Regions from separate parts of the Arabidopsis thaliana genome. Here all the other regions are linked to region 1. A link is a contact called in public targeted proximity ligation data. All regions are on one chromosome and are shown on one strand. The core of a region is the stretch at or near the end of the contact, and the rest is flanking DNA. Distances in the headings are between cores, read along the strand shown. Region 1 holds the start of GLDP1 (glycine decarboxylase P-protein 1). Region 2 holds the start of AT4G32910 (nuclear pore complex Nup85-like protein). Region 3 holds the start of AT4G33100 (protein phosphatase).

What was found.
Region 2: a contact with region 1 is called in a targeted proximity ligation map of shoot, with 11 read pairs.
Region 3: a contact with region 1 is called in a targeted proximity ligation map of shoot, with 16 read pairs. A contact is called at or near these places in 4 of 26 Hi-C or Micro-C datasets (callus, leaf, root and 1 more) and 2 of 2 datasets of targeted methods (seedling and shoot).

The regions. Positions count from the first base shown.
Region 1 is chr4:15,929,275-15,933,198 of TAIR10.1, forward strand. GLDP1 (glycine decarboxylase P-protein 1) reads right to left here and starts at 2,148. Exons shown (of 14, transcript NM_119455.3): 1 at 662-2,148; 2 at 297-542; 3 at 131-208; 4 at 1-44. The coding sequence starts at 1,876. It overlaps ZIP9 (ZIP metal ion transporter family), which reads right to left. Exons shown (of 4, transcript NM_001342195.1): 4 at 3,146-3,784. The coding sequence ends at 3,329.
Region 2 is chr4:15,878,956-15,882,879 of TAIR10.1, forward strand. It overlaps AT4G32910 (nuclear pore complex Nup85-like protein), which reads left to right and starts at 2,290. Exons shown (of 18, transcript NM_119444.4): 1 at 2,290-2,785; 2 at 2,912-3,014; 3 at 3,141-3,251; 4 at 3,338-3,421; 5 at 3,510-3,581; 6 at 3,676-3,732; 7 at 3,865-3,924. The coding sequence starts at 2,409. AT4G32900 (Peptidyl-tRNA hydrolase II (PTH2) family protein) reads right to left here and starts at 2,086. Exons shown (of 8, transcript NM_202942.5): 1 at 1,983-2,086; 2 at 1,210-1,410; 3 at 867-927; 4 at 758-794; 5 at 591-668; 6 at 391-463; 7 at 117-156; 8 at 1-38. The coding sequence starts at 2,024.
Region 3 is chr4:15,968,942-15,972,865 of TAIR10.1, forward strand. AT4G33100 (protein phosphatase) reads left to right here and starts at 2,168. Exons shown (of 4, transcript NM_119464.3): 1 at 2,168-2,341; 2 at 2,700-2,854; 3 at 3,101-3,185; 4 at 3,303-3,548. The coding sequence starts at 2,760. The coding sequence ends at 3,401. It overlaps APM1 (aminopeptidase M1), which reads right to left and starts at 1,616. Exons shown (of 18, transcript NM_119463.5): 1 at 1,262-1,616; 2 at 796-941; 3 at 608-710; 4 at 307-493; 5 at 135-228; 6 at 1-33. The coding sequence starts at 1,477. AT4G33110 (S-adenosyl-L-methionine-dependent methyltransferases superfamily protein) reads right to left here. Exons shown (of 8, transcript NM_001203967.1): 7 at 3,843-3,901; 8 at 3,504-3,748. The coding sequence ends at 3,556.

The DNA of each region.
Region 1 (3,924 bases), core at 898-3,397:
GAATTCTGAACCTCGGGTGCTAGAGATTCAGCCGTAAATGGAACCTGAAGCGAATTGAGATAGTCAAATTTCATGCAAGGATCCTAGAAATGATATATCAATAACAAAAAGAGGTATGAACAACACTCACAGGCTTGCCAGAAGCAAAAACTTTGAAAAGTTTATCGACATCATCCAAGGTGGTTGTTTCGTCAAAGGAAGCAGTAATCTGAATTAAGTAATCATATCCAAATATTCAAATCTGTATGATGCTATGAGAGTAAAAACCTTGAAAGGCCAAAGCAAAGGAGACTCACAGTGGTTGAGTCCACAACACGCAGATTAATTTCACTTTTGGAAGCTGCATCAGCAATTGCATGTGCATCCGAACACTTAATTTTAACAGTGTCAAAGAAAGGAAGTTCTTGAACTTCTGCAACCCCAAGCTTGTTCAACCCTAAGGAAAATATACCAGCGAGACCATGGACACGCTGGGCAATAGATTTTAGACCTGCAGGTCCATGGTAAACAGCATACATGGCAGCCATGTTGGCAAGCAACGCCTGCAGGAAAATGAAAAGATGAAGTACTCATCAACATGAATCAACATATCATCTAGTTATCTGAACGAACTAATAGTGAAAAGTGAAAAATGAGTAATCAGATACTAAGAAGTAATTACTTGAGCAGTACAGATGTTGCTAGTGGCTTTGTCCCTCCTAATATGCTGTTCTCTAGTCTGCATAGCCATACGCAGAGCTTGCTTTCCTGAAGAATCAACACTAATACCAATAATCCTCCCAGGCATCATTCTCTTATACTCTTGTGAAGTAGCCAAGAACGCAGCATGAGGACCACCATAACCCATCGGAACACCAAACCTTTGAGCAGAGCCAACAACAATATCCGCCCCAAATTCTCCAGGAGGTTTCAACACAGTCAAAGCCAGCAAATCCGTAGCCATCACAACCTTAACACCATTAGCATGAGCATTCTTAACAAACTCAGCATAATCCAAGACTTCACCTTCAGTACCAGGATACTGAACAAGAACCCCACAAACATCACCAGAGCTGTAATCTATATCCTTAAGATCAGAGGTGACAACTTTCAAATCAAACCCATCAGCTCTAGTCTTACAAACATCAATAGTCTGAGGGTGACAGTTACTAGCAATGACAAAGGTCTTCTTTTTACCCTTAAGAATGTTGTTACACATGGCCATTGCCTCCGCAGCAGCAGTGCCTTCATCCAGAAGCGACGCATTGGACATAGGAAGACCCGTGAGATCTGTGATCACGGTCTGGAAATTGAGGAGCGATTCGAGACGACCTTGAGAGATCTCAGCTTGATAAGGAGTGTATTGAGTGTACCAAGCTGGATTCTCCATGATGTTACGGAGAATGACAGTAGGGACATGAGTGTTGTAGTAACCCATCCCGATGAAGGATTTGAAAACCTTGTTCTTGGAAGCTAAATCAACCATGTGTTGAATCATTTGGCTCTCGGTTAAACCAGCGTCGAATTTGGAGAACTTCATGGAATCTAATCGAATCGATTTGGGCACCGTAGCATCGATGAGTGAATCGATATGGTCAAAGCCACAGAATTTAGCCATGTGGGTTTGTTCGTCTGGTGTTGCAGAGTTGTGACGACGAGGGAAAGTATCGCTGGGTTTAACAGCATCGACGGAGATGGAACGCGTCTGCTGGTGCCTCCCGAAAGCCGCCGTGTGGTTGACAGATCGAGGGGTGGAGATGAAAGGGGAAAGGGAAGAGACATACCTCGCCGGAGCGTGAGGAACAAGGTGAGGTGTTTCAGCGTTACGGTGTCGTTTTGTGTCGTTAACGAGACGTTTGACGATTCCTCTGTAAGCAAGTCTCCTTGCGCGCTCCATTGGGAAAAAAGGTTGCAGTCAGAAAACGAAGAGAGTAAGAGAGATGTTTTGAGAAAGATGGATGTCTTTTTTAGTTTTTCGCCATGAATGAAAGGAGGAGGTAGAAGCTAGCTACAAGGAGGGAATCTGAGAGAGAGTATATACAATATACACTCACGGACCGTTGAATATAAAATGTGTATATTCACGTCCCAAGAAATAGTTAGTTTATAAATACAGAGAAATTTTTGGGAAATAAATAAAAATCCTCAAATTTCGTGGTGTAGGCTCGGATGTGGTTGGTGAAAAGTTGCAGATTCCACGTGTATCGCATCTAAATCAGTAGTGCAATATTGTGCTAATCATTTTATTTTTATGATTAAATTGGATCTCCGACATCTCTTAATTATTTGTTTATTAGTAGCAGTTTCTCCAAACTATTTACATTTTTTCACAACAATATACAATATTTTTTATTGAGTACTAACTATTGTGATTTTAAAAGTAGGATTATTTAGTGTCTTTAGTTCGCAAATTTCTTATTTTCCTACAAAAACTGTAGTTCCCCTCTAATGGGACATACGTAAATTGTAAAGTTTAATCAATGTTAAGTTTTTTTGGTTCTGATTTACATATCCAACAAAAAAGTACGAAAAAATAGAATTTATGCACCAAATCCTTGAGATAATTTACAGGAATTGTGGGATATGCTGTAAAAGCACGAGATAAAATTTGAAAGGAAGGGAACTGAAGTGGAAGAGATTGGGTATCAGTGGACAAAAATGTTTGTCACCTTTATCACTCAGAAAGATAACAACAAATAAATATATATATGGCAAACAAATTTTAATTATTTTGGTTCACATGAAAATATATGATAAATTAGGTGGCGGAATGCGTTTCACAGAGAGTTTATCTCCACAAAGAAAATTTTAATTAAACAGATAAATATAGGGTTCGTCTTTTTCTTCATCATGCATGGGAACCATCGTCATCCATATATATATATATTCGACAGAAAATGAAATATTATAGTTTTCGACCTTCCAAGAATAATATATCTTAAAGATCGTGGAAAAGATTACTCATGAGTCATGACCTACTCTTTTTAAAAACACTTAGTTCATATATATGGTTCTATTATGGCGTTTCTTGAGCTAAATCAAAATGAAGGATTAGAATATGCTCGAAAAGGCGTCAAGAAAATCTTTGGATTTCAGTTGCATACTTGCTTGTAAAAACTAATTGTATTTGTTTTTGTTTTTTGTTCAAAAATTAATTATTTGTTTACCAGCTACAAAAATATATAACATGATTGATAAAGAGTGAATATCTAATAGAATTGATTACAAACATTATTTTGAAACAAATAGAGTGATAGGCATACCTATAATAATTCTGTCCAAAAGAAAAAAGAAAAAGGCATGCCTAAATTTATTACTTTCATAAACAAATAGTAATAATGAAAAGTGATCAAGCCCAAATTGCAAGAGCAGACATCATCCCAGCTCCAAGAAACAAAAAGCAATAAGAAACAACTTGAACTCTGAAATCAACACTCATCTTCTTGCTCAAGAAATCCGCAGCGATCAAATCCACAAGCGCCATGTACACAAGTATCCCCGCAGAGAGAGAATCGAGCACTCCTTCAGCCACCAATGCTGCAACGCTATAAGAGTTGTAAGATGAGGCAATGGCCGTTCCCACCGCTACACCGATCGGAGTAGTGATGGCGAAGAAGAAAGCCATCATGGCAGATCCACGCGGGGTTAGTCTGGCCTCTGCGACGCAGCCACCGAGGGCAAAACCTTCGAAGAATTGGTGGAAGGAAAGAGCGAGAAGGAGAGGACGTATGGTGCATGGGCTATGTGATACTCCAAGCGATATTCCTATGATTATTGAATGTGACACTATTCCCATTTCAAGTATCTGAATACAAAAATATAAGGGTATCATCAATTGATTTTGTGCATCGACACTATACAAGGAAATTATATAAACGGATTGGTTTGACTAAGTCACATAACGTCAAAATATATTAACACACACACACACACCAAAAAAAAAAA
Region 2 (3,924 bases), core at 1,040-3,539, 50 kb before region 1:
CAGCCTACCAGTTATGGAATCAACCAACTCCTTTGGTCCTGCACAAGAAAAGTAATGAACATGTTGAGGAACAACATCTTAGCTAAAACCGAATTTCAAAAAATTATTGTCTCTACCAGGTCCAACTGCAAGAACTGTTCTTGATCCAGCCGCAACCTGTTAAAGGAAGAGTTTTAGTTTCCAGAGAAACTTGTTAGCGTACTACTACCACAGAAAATTCACAAATAATTTTCATTCAAGAGCAGTCTTTTCGTGTTTCAATAGGTCGGATGGTGTTTATGTCTTCTATAGTTCTAACTATTTGATTAGTAGAAACTTTTAGATTTTCTTTTGAATAGGAGGAGCTCTGATTATACTTTCAGCCTCAATAATTGATCAAGCACGACAAACCTCAGTTCTTCCAGCATCAGCTACAACAAAAGTCGGGAGGCCAACGCTCTCAGCAGCCTCTGTGATCTTATTCCTGTGAGCAGAAAAGATAAATGTAGCTTTCAAATTTATTGAAGACAACTTATTAACATTTGTAGTAAAGTAATAATATGTCTTGAAGTGCGTTTTGTTTGTATCCCCCAAGATTTTCACCTGCTTACATTTCTTGCTGGTTTTTGCAAGTGACGACTATCTTTGGCTGCCCATTTTCCTCCCATCGCCGCAGAAGGTATCGGTCACTGAAAGAATTAAGATGAAAACAAAAAAAAACATAAACCCCGGACTGATGCATCATACAAAGCAAACAACTCATTTCAGACGAAATTACCTCTGCATCAACTCTGCATACATGCCGGTGGCAGCATCTGCGAATATTAAAAAGAAAGTCATTTTACTTCCAGTGTTCAAATTTCAAACACATTTCATAAGACACTTACGTGCACACTGTGACGCAATTTTGCCCGTTCTCATCTTCAAGTCTTGCCTAACTACCAGTACCTGTGATCAGAACAAGCTCAAATTAGTTACACAAATGTTCTGATTTTAACTTGTAATCTAAAAATCTGACATCATTGAAAACTCATCACCATCCTTGTATAGATTATGCAAGTCTCTTTTATGAAGCTAAAATTTCAATCATTTGATGGGTTTGGAACATAAATCAGCTTGCATTATCACTAGGTTTTGTTATAAGGATTTAAGTTATAATATTTTACTCCAAACCAATAAAATCTAGGGGCAGAGACAAGAGACTATCGTTACACTAGATGATAGACAAACCATTTTAAGCTCTTGGTCCTTGCCATTGCCTGGTACAGAACTCTGCTTCTGGACCTTGCTGGATAAAAGTCTGCTCCTTTTCACTGGGGAGGTCACTTGCTGTGATAAATCCAATATCATACCTATGATGAATCCTATCACAACCCCTGGTATGAGATTCTCTGCTCTAAAACTCACAGATATCGACTTCTTTTCTTGTCTCTGATCATATTCACCGGAAAAAAAAAAACAATGATACATTTTTAACTGTCCAACAAGAATGCTGGTTTAGTAAGCTACAAGAAAATTTCAGAACATGACCGAAACAACCGAGTAAATAAGCTCGTTTGTTGCAGTCTCAGTAAGATTTTAGAGACAAAAACATGATAAATTCTCGTTTGGGTGGTGAGAACTGAGAGGCAAACATTCAAATTTACACCACAAATCTCTCAATTTTATTTGCCAAATCAACCATAGACATACATATAAGAAACTTGTGCACTATAAAGCCAAACACTTACACTTAAAGCAAAGTACACTATTAAGAAAGAATCAGACTTTGACTCTTTGAGCTTAACTGATCTTACATCAATAACCAAAAGAAGAAAGAGCTCAGAATTTGTAATTTGTTTAGTTTCAAGTTTTCCAATTCACTAGCCAACTGATGCCATTCGGAAGTTTTGATCAAACTAGACTCAATTCCTCAGCCCGAGATAAATTTTGACAAAAAAGAAGCAACAAAACTAAGAACAAATTATCAACAGAAAAGACGGAAAATAAGTCGAAATCAATACCATAGCTTGAGGCTGCGAAGAGTTTCGAGACGAAGGCCACATGATACGCTTCTGGAGATTCTCCAAGGCGACAGAGGAACAAAGCTAAGCCTTTAAAATCGAATGCCCATGAGTATGATGAAGAAGGGAGATAAGAGCAGCCTTAGTAACCGTAAACGTCAGGGTGTTCATATCTCTGATTACAAAACGACGCGTTGTTTGGGGCTTAATGTACATTCTGGAAAAATACATGGTCCAATTAGAAAAGTTTTAACAGTATATAGCTACTAATGTAATTACTATAGAATATCTCTCGAACACACGGTGCGTTTTACTGTCGTCGCTCCTTTTTGTTGGTCTGTTTCCACTTCAGTTCTTCTCCCTCCGGAAAAGCTACAACCCCAATCTAAAACCCTAACGGCCATTTCTACCATCGGAGCTCCGAAAATGCCGGGTATGTCTTCGGAATCTGGCGGTGGAGAATTGGTTCTGTTTTCGACCAAGGAAAAAACTCCGGTGTTGTATCCTCTAAGCTATGGCCTCAAGTCTCCGGTTCACAGGCTCTCCATCTCCTGGGGTTGCGGAAACAACCTACGCGTCACGGTTTTAAGGAATCCAGAGTTACGCGATGATGACGACGGAGAAGTTGGTGGTAAGGTCGTAAACGTTAGGCTTAGCGGCGAGGATGGCGAAATCAGTGACCCACAGTGGCGAAGGATCGCTTATGGATCGGTATCTCCGTTCGCGCTTTTGCAGAGCAGAAGAAACTCAATTTCCAGTTTGTCTAAGATGGATATGAGTTCCTCTCTGTATCAGACTGCGTGGTGAGTATCTTCTTTGTAAATTCCCAGATTTTGCCCATTCAATACTGAAATACTGTTTTGGATTATCTTATGATTAGACTTCTAAAGCGTGTTTGAGCAATTCTGGATTGTCGTAATTTTAATCAGGTGGGAGTACGTAATGGAATACAGCAGAGATATTAAATCTCTCCTTAGTAATACAATATCTTTGCCCGCTCCTTTGATTGAAGACCCGAGATCAGTTATAAAGGTACGTTGGTCTTTCTGGTTCTACAATTGGTTAACTTTACTTGTAAATTTAACTCCTCCGCGAGTGAGGTATAGGTTTGAGTGTGGAGCTTTGTTAATGGATGTTCCTGTTAACATACATATGCAGAATGCTGAGGAACCAACTTCTTTAAAGGCTGCGTGGGAGTTGATGGAATTATTTTATGCAGATAAGACATGTCTGTCTTGGTTGCCAGAACGGCTCGTTGATTGGTTATCTGTAATTAGTTTTTACCTTCGACACTTGAGCTATCTTATTTTTTTAAACTTCTAGTGTTTTCTTACCTACCATTTATAACATGGCAGGAATACGATATACTCCTTTCTAGCTCACATCCAACAATCTACTCAAAGCTCCAGGATTTCCAAAAGGAACTTGTTGGCCTGCAGGTTTGCTCATCTCTAAGAAGTCGATAGTTCTCAGAAAATAAGTGATTGAAGAACCTGACTTTCTTAACGGGGTTATGTGCCATTGCAGGCCATCGAGGATGATCCAAGATACTGGGAAGTGATGGCTTCTGCTTTATCAGTTGGTTGGCTAGAAATAGTGGTTAGTACTTTTTTTTTGGGATTGGGGGTTCTTTGTAATTTGATCTTGAATGTTACAATTTGAGAAATGTTCTGCCCATACTTTTTATTTTCAGGTGAAGTTGTTACACCTACATGGTTCTTATCAACTAGACCAGCTGGGACATCGTGAGGTTAGAATGAAGTTGTTCATGTTTAGGTCCTTTGGGATTTATGTCATATGAAGTGACTAGCTACGTGCTAGTACTTTTGTATATGCACAGATTTCTGATTATTCATAATGTAATACAAATTTAATGAAATAGACAGAAAATGGTTTGGTAGAAGCGGTTGCTGTTCTCATTTCAAAAATGCCACGAATGCGG
Region 3 (3,924 bases), core at 918-3,417, 40 kb after region 1:
ATTTTGGGAAGGGGATATGGCACAGCAAAGTACCTACAAGAATGATTGGACTTATGCAATGAGATGATACATCCATTAAAGAAGCTCAGAAATATGCATGCACATAAAGTTTCAAATGTCAACGAAGGACCTACTCTTTGAACAGATCCAATGTCTTGGCACCAACATGCAATGCAAATTTCCCTTGGTCGGCTTTGCCCACTTGACAGTATACTCTGACTTTAATCCCTGAGAAAAAGATGAAACTTGATTTAGAGCTTCTCGACTTGACTAGACGGGAGATAATAATGGATAAAATTAATTTACCATCGGATGTATGATCTTCCACGTAGTCAAACAAACCAACAACAATTGCTACCAAATATGTAGACATGATTGGTGACTCTTGATAGGAGACAATCTTCAGATTCCCATTGACTTTCTCCTCCATTATTGGCATATTGGAGAGAGCCACCAAATCAGTTGGCACCTCTAATGTAATCTTGAAGGTAGCCTGTTGAACAATGTGTCAATATTGATAGATAAAGACAGAAGAAGAACAAAATCACCAACTTGATAAACTCATGCTGATAGAAAGAGGAGGGAATGAGAAAGAACAAGTGGAAACCTTGCAAGCAGGTTCATCCCAACATGGAAAGCATCTCCTAGCATCAGCTGGTTCAAACTGGGTAACTGCCATATTCTTCTTCTCACCGTTATGTTCATAAGTACTGCCACCAAGACAAATACAAGATCGTTCTAGAATTAATCTCGAGCTATCTAACAGTAAAAAAAGATCGAAACTCATTGCTTTACCTTCTGTAGAATCCCTTCATTTTGTCATTTAGTACTCCATTGAAACCAAGTTTCAGAACTCCCACTCCATGGGGAAGAATCTCACCAAACTCAAGCACGAGAATCTCATCCTCCTCAAACAAGACAACTTTTGGAGCTGCAAGCGCCTGCTTAACAAAACATAAGAAGCAACAACAAGCTAAATCTTTGCTGATTCCAGATTCAATTCCAATCCATGACAGTTTTCTAAAGTTGAGGATTGGTTTTTCAGTCGAACAGAAAAGTCTGGCTGAAACGTGATTGTATCTCTCTAGTTAATTTACCATTGGAATCAAAAATCATAGATGATGATATCCAAATACTCAGATCAAGAAGCTAATCATGAAAATGAATATCTCCAAGGCGCTAATTAGCTCAAAACCATAACTCCAATCACATTGCTAAAATCGGAATCCATAACAGCAAAAAAGAAACGCGATAGAGAGACCTTAGAGGAGGAAGGAGGAGTGAAGGAAACGGAGGCATCGTTGACGGAGAGATCAGCTGCGTTGAGAACGATGAAACGAGTATCGGCGACTATGTCGAGATCGATGGCTACAGTTCCAGTGAAGGTGCAGGCGATGAGATCGGGATTGAGGCGGAGATCGTAGCGCTTGGGGACGGCGAACTTGGGTAGACGAGGCTCACCTTTGAACTGATCCATTTTCTATTACTTGCAGATATGATTTTTTTTTGTTTTCTCTTGTTGGAGTTTTGTCTTTTATAATACGAGGGTTGTAAGCAATTGTTTTATGTTACGCCACGCGAGTGATTCGTTTCTAGTAGAGGACGCAACGTTAATAACATTTACAAAACATTCAATAATATCACTATCAAATTCAATGACGTTGGATTATCCATTAGCATCTCCAAGCTAGGCCGAATATGACAAAATGTGTTTTGACCAGTGAAGAAATGTTTAATCAGATTACACTTGTTCATAAGAAGATTCAATGTCACTACTACTCGTCAACTCAAAGTCCCGCGGATCTAGTTTGAACAACACACATTTAATCGTTCTATATCCTCAATCATCTCCTTGATCAGATTCCCAACATCCCCTGAGTCCCATGTTGTACTGATGACCAGGGTGATCTTCTTGGCTCGGCGTGTCCGTTTCTCGAGGAGCATCCGCCATGTTCCACGTAGCTTCATCAGGTTGTAGCCTCTGTCCCTTGGAGCTCGGCCATTATACTTAACAGTGAGATGAAGATGATCTTTATTCCCTTATTTATATCATCATAATAAGACTTTAAAATTTTGAATTGTATAGTTTCTCTTTTTTAATGTTAATTTCCTCTCTTTCTTTTTTTGGTCAACGAGACTAATTTAGTTTTCTTTCTTGCCTAGGGTTTTCGTCTTCTGAAACGACGTCGTTAGGATCTTTCCAATCGAGTTCTTCCCAAGCTTCGTCGTCGTCGTCGTCTAGGTCGGGTGTTTAAATTTACGGTTTCTGAGTTAGACGAGAGACTCTCAATCTCGGAGAATCTGAGGTTTTACGGGATATCCCGTTTTAATCAAATTCAGGGTAAATTTCAATTCTTTTTCCTTCTGAGATCTGATTTTTTTTCTTTTTTTTTTGGGTATTGAAATTCTATTATCCTTGAAAAGCTTCATACTTCTTAAAACTTTGCATTGTCTGAGTTTCATTTTTGATACAATCTCTCTATTTGATTCTTTCTGCAACTTTGGTTATGTTCATTTATATTTTTAGAGTATCAAAAATGAATCTTTTAGTTGTCTTTTGGTCATCTTGGATTATATTTCTCTGTTTGTGATGAATTCTGAAGCTTGTTGTTGTGTTAGATTCTTATTGTCTCACTGTTTACATTTTTATCCTTTTCTTAAGAGTGATGATATAGGTTTTTTTTTTTTCTGAATTATAGATAGATGGATTTTCAGAGTTGCTAAGGTGGGACAGAGTATTAGTGGTGATTGCAACGACAATGGGCTTATTGAAGAAAAAAGATTCAACTTCAGCTCGCTCCTCTACTTCTCCCTGCGCCGATTTGCGAAACGCTTACCACAATTGCTTCAACAAGTGAGTTTCGTTTGTTTCTCCTTTTGATGGATTTAGCTAGTTGCTGGGTTTAAGGGTTTAGCTTTGGTTAGCCAAATGGGTATTTTTTTCAGGGATTTCATTTCTGGTCTTTTGAAAGGTTTGGACCATTTGGATGGCATTGTCTTATTCCTTTTTCCTTTCTAATTCTTCCCTTTGGTTGGTGTATTTATCTGTCTGTCCAAAACGCTAAAAATTGCATCTTTTTTTCTTGATTTTTTTCTGCAGATGGTACTCGGAGAAGTTTGTTAAAGGCCAATGGGATAAAGAAGAGTGTGTTGCCGAGTGGAAAAAATACAGAGACTGTCTCTCGGTAACTCACTCTGCTTCTCTGCTTCATCAGCTCTATTCATGTTTCCTGTGATCTTTAATCAAATGATAAGCTTCTCGTTCCTGAGTTTTGATTTTCGGTTTTCATGTAATTAAACAGGAGAATTTAGATGGTAAGCTTCTCACTCGCATTTTGGAGGTAGATGGGGAGCTGAATCCAACAAAGCAAGCTACTGATTCAAAAGAATCCAGTTCATGATACTTGATCCCCATGTTTTTCGAGATAACATTGTCACTTTAAAAAGATTGAACAAACTCCTTTGGTATGAAACCATAACATCATAGAATACAAAGTAGAATGGGATTGTTGTATTCTTTATTGAAAAATTGGAAGAAAAATAAAGAAATCATCATCATTTCTTCTTGAAGAGGAAGTGTGCAACCATCCACTCTTCTCCATTGTTGTATCCGAAAAGCTCAGCAACCGCGATGAAGAAGGTTCTCCAGTAAACCATCCACTTCACTGCTTCTTCTTTCCCATAAGTCACTTCCATGATTTTTTTTACTGCAACTATCTCCTTATCCATTCTTTTTAGCCACTCTTCACTGCAAAATGTTGTTTAATTATAAAGTTACAAACATTACAAGATAATTCTCGTCTTCTCTAGCATTTTACAACAAATCTTCCGAGTTTTTTTACCTTGTTTTTGCATAATGCGTCCCGCTTACGAGCCAATGATCCACAATCGAAACATTTTCCTGAACAAAACAACAACATATTG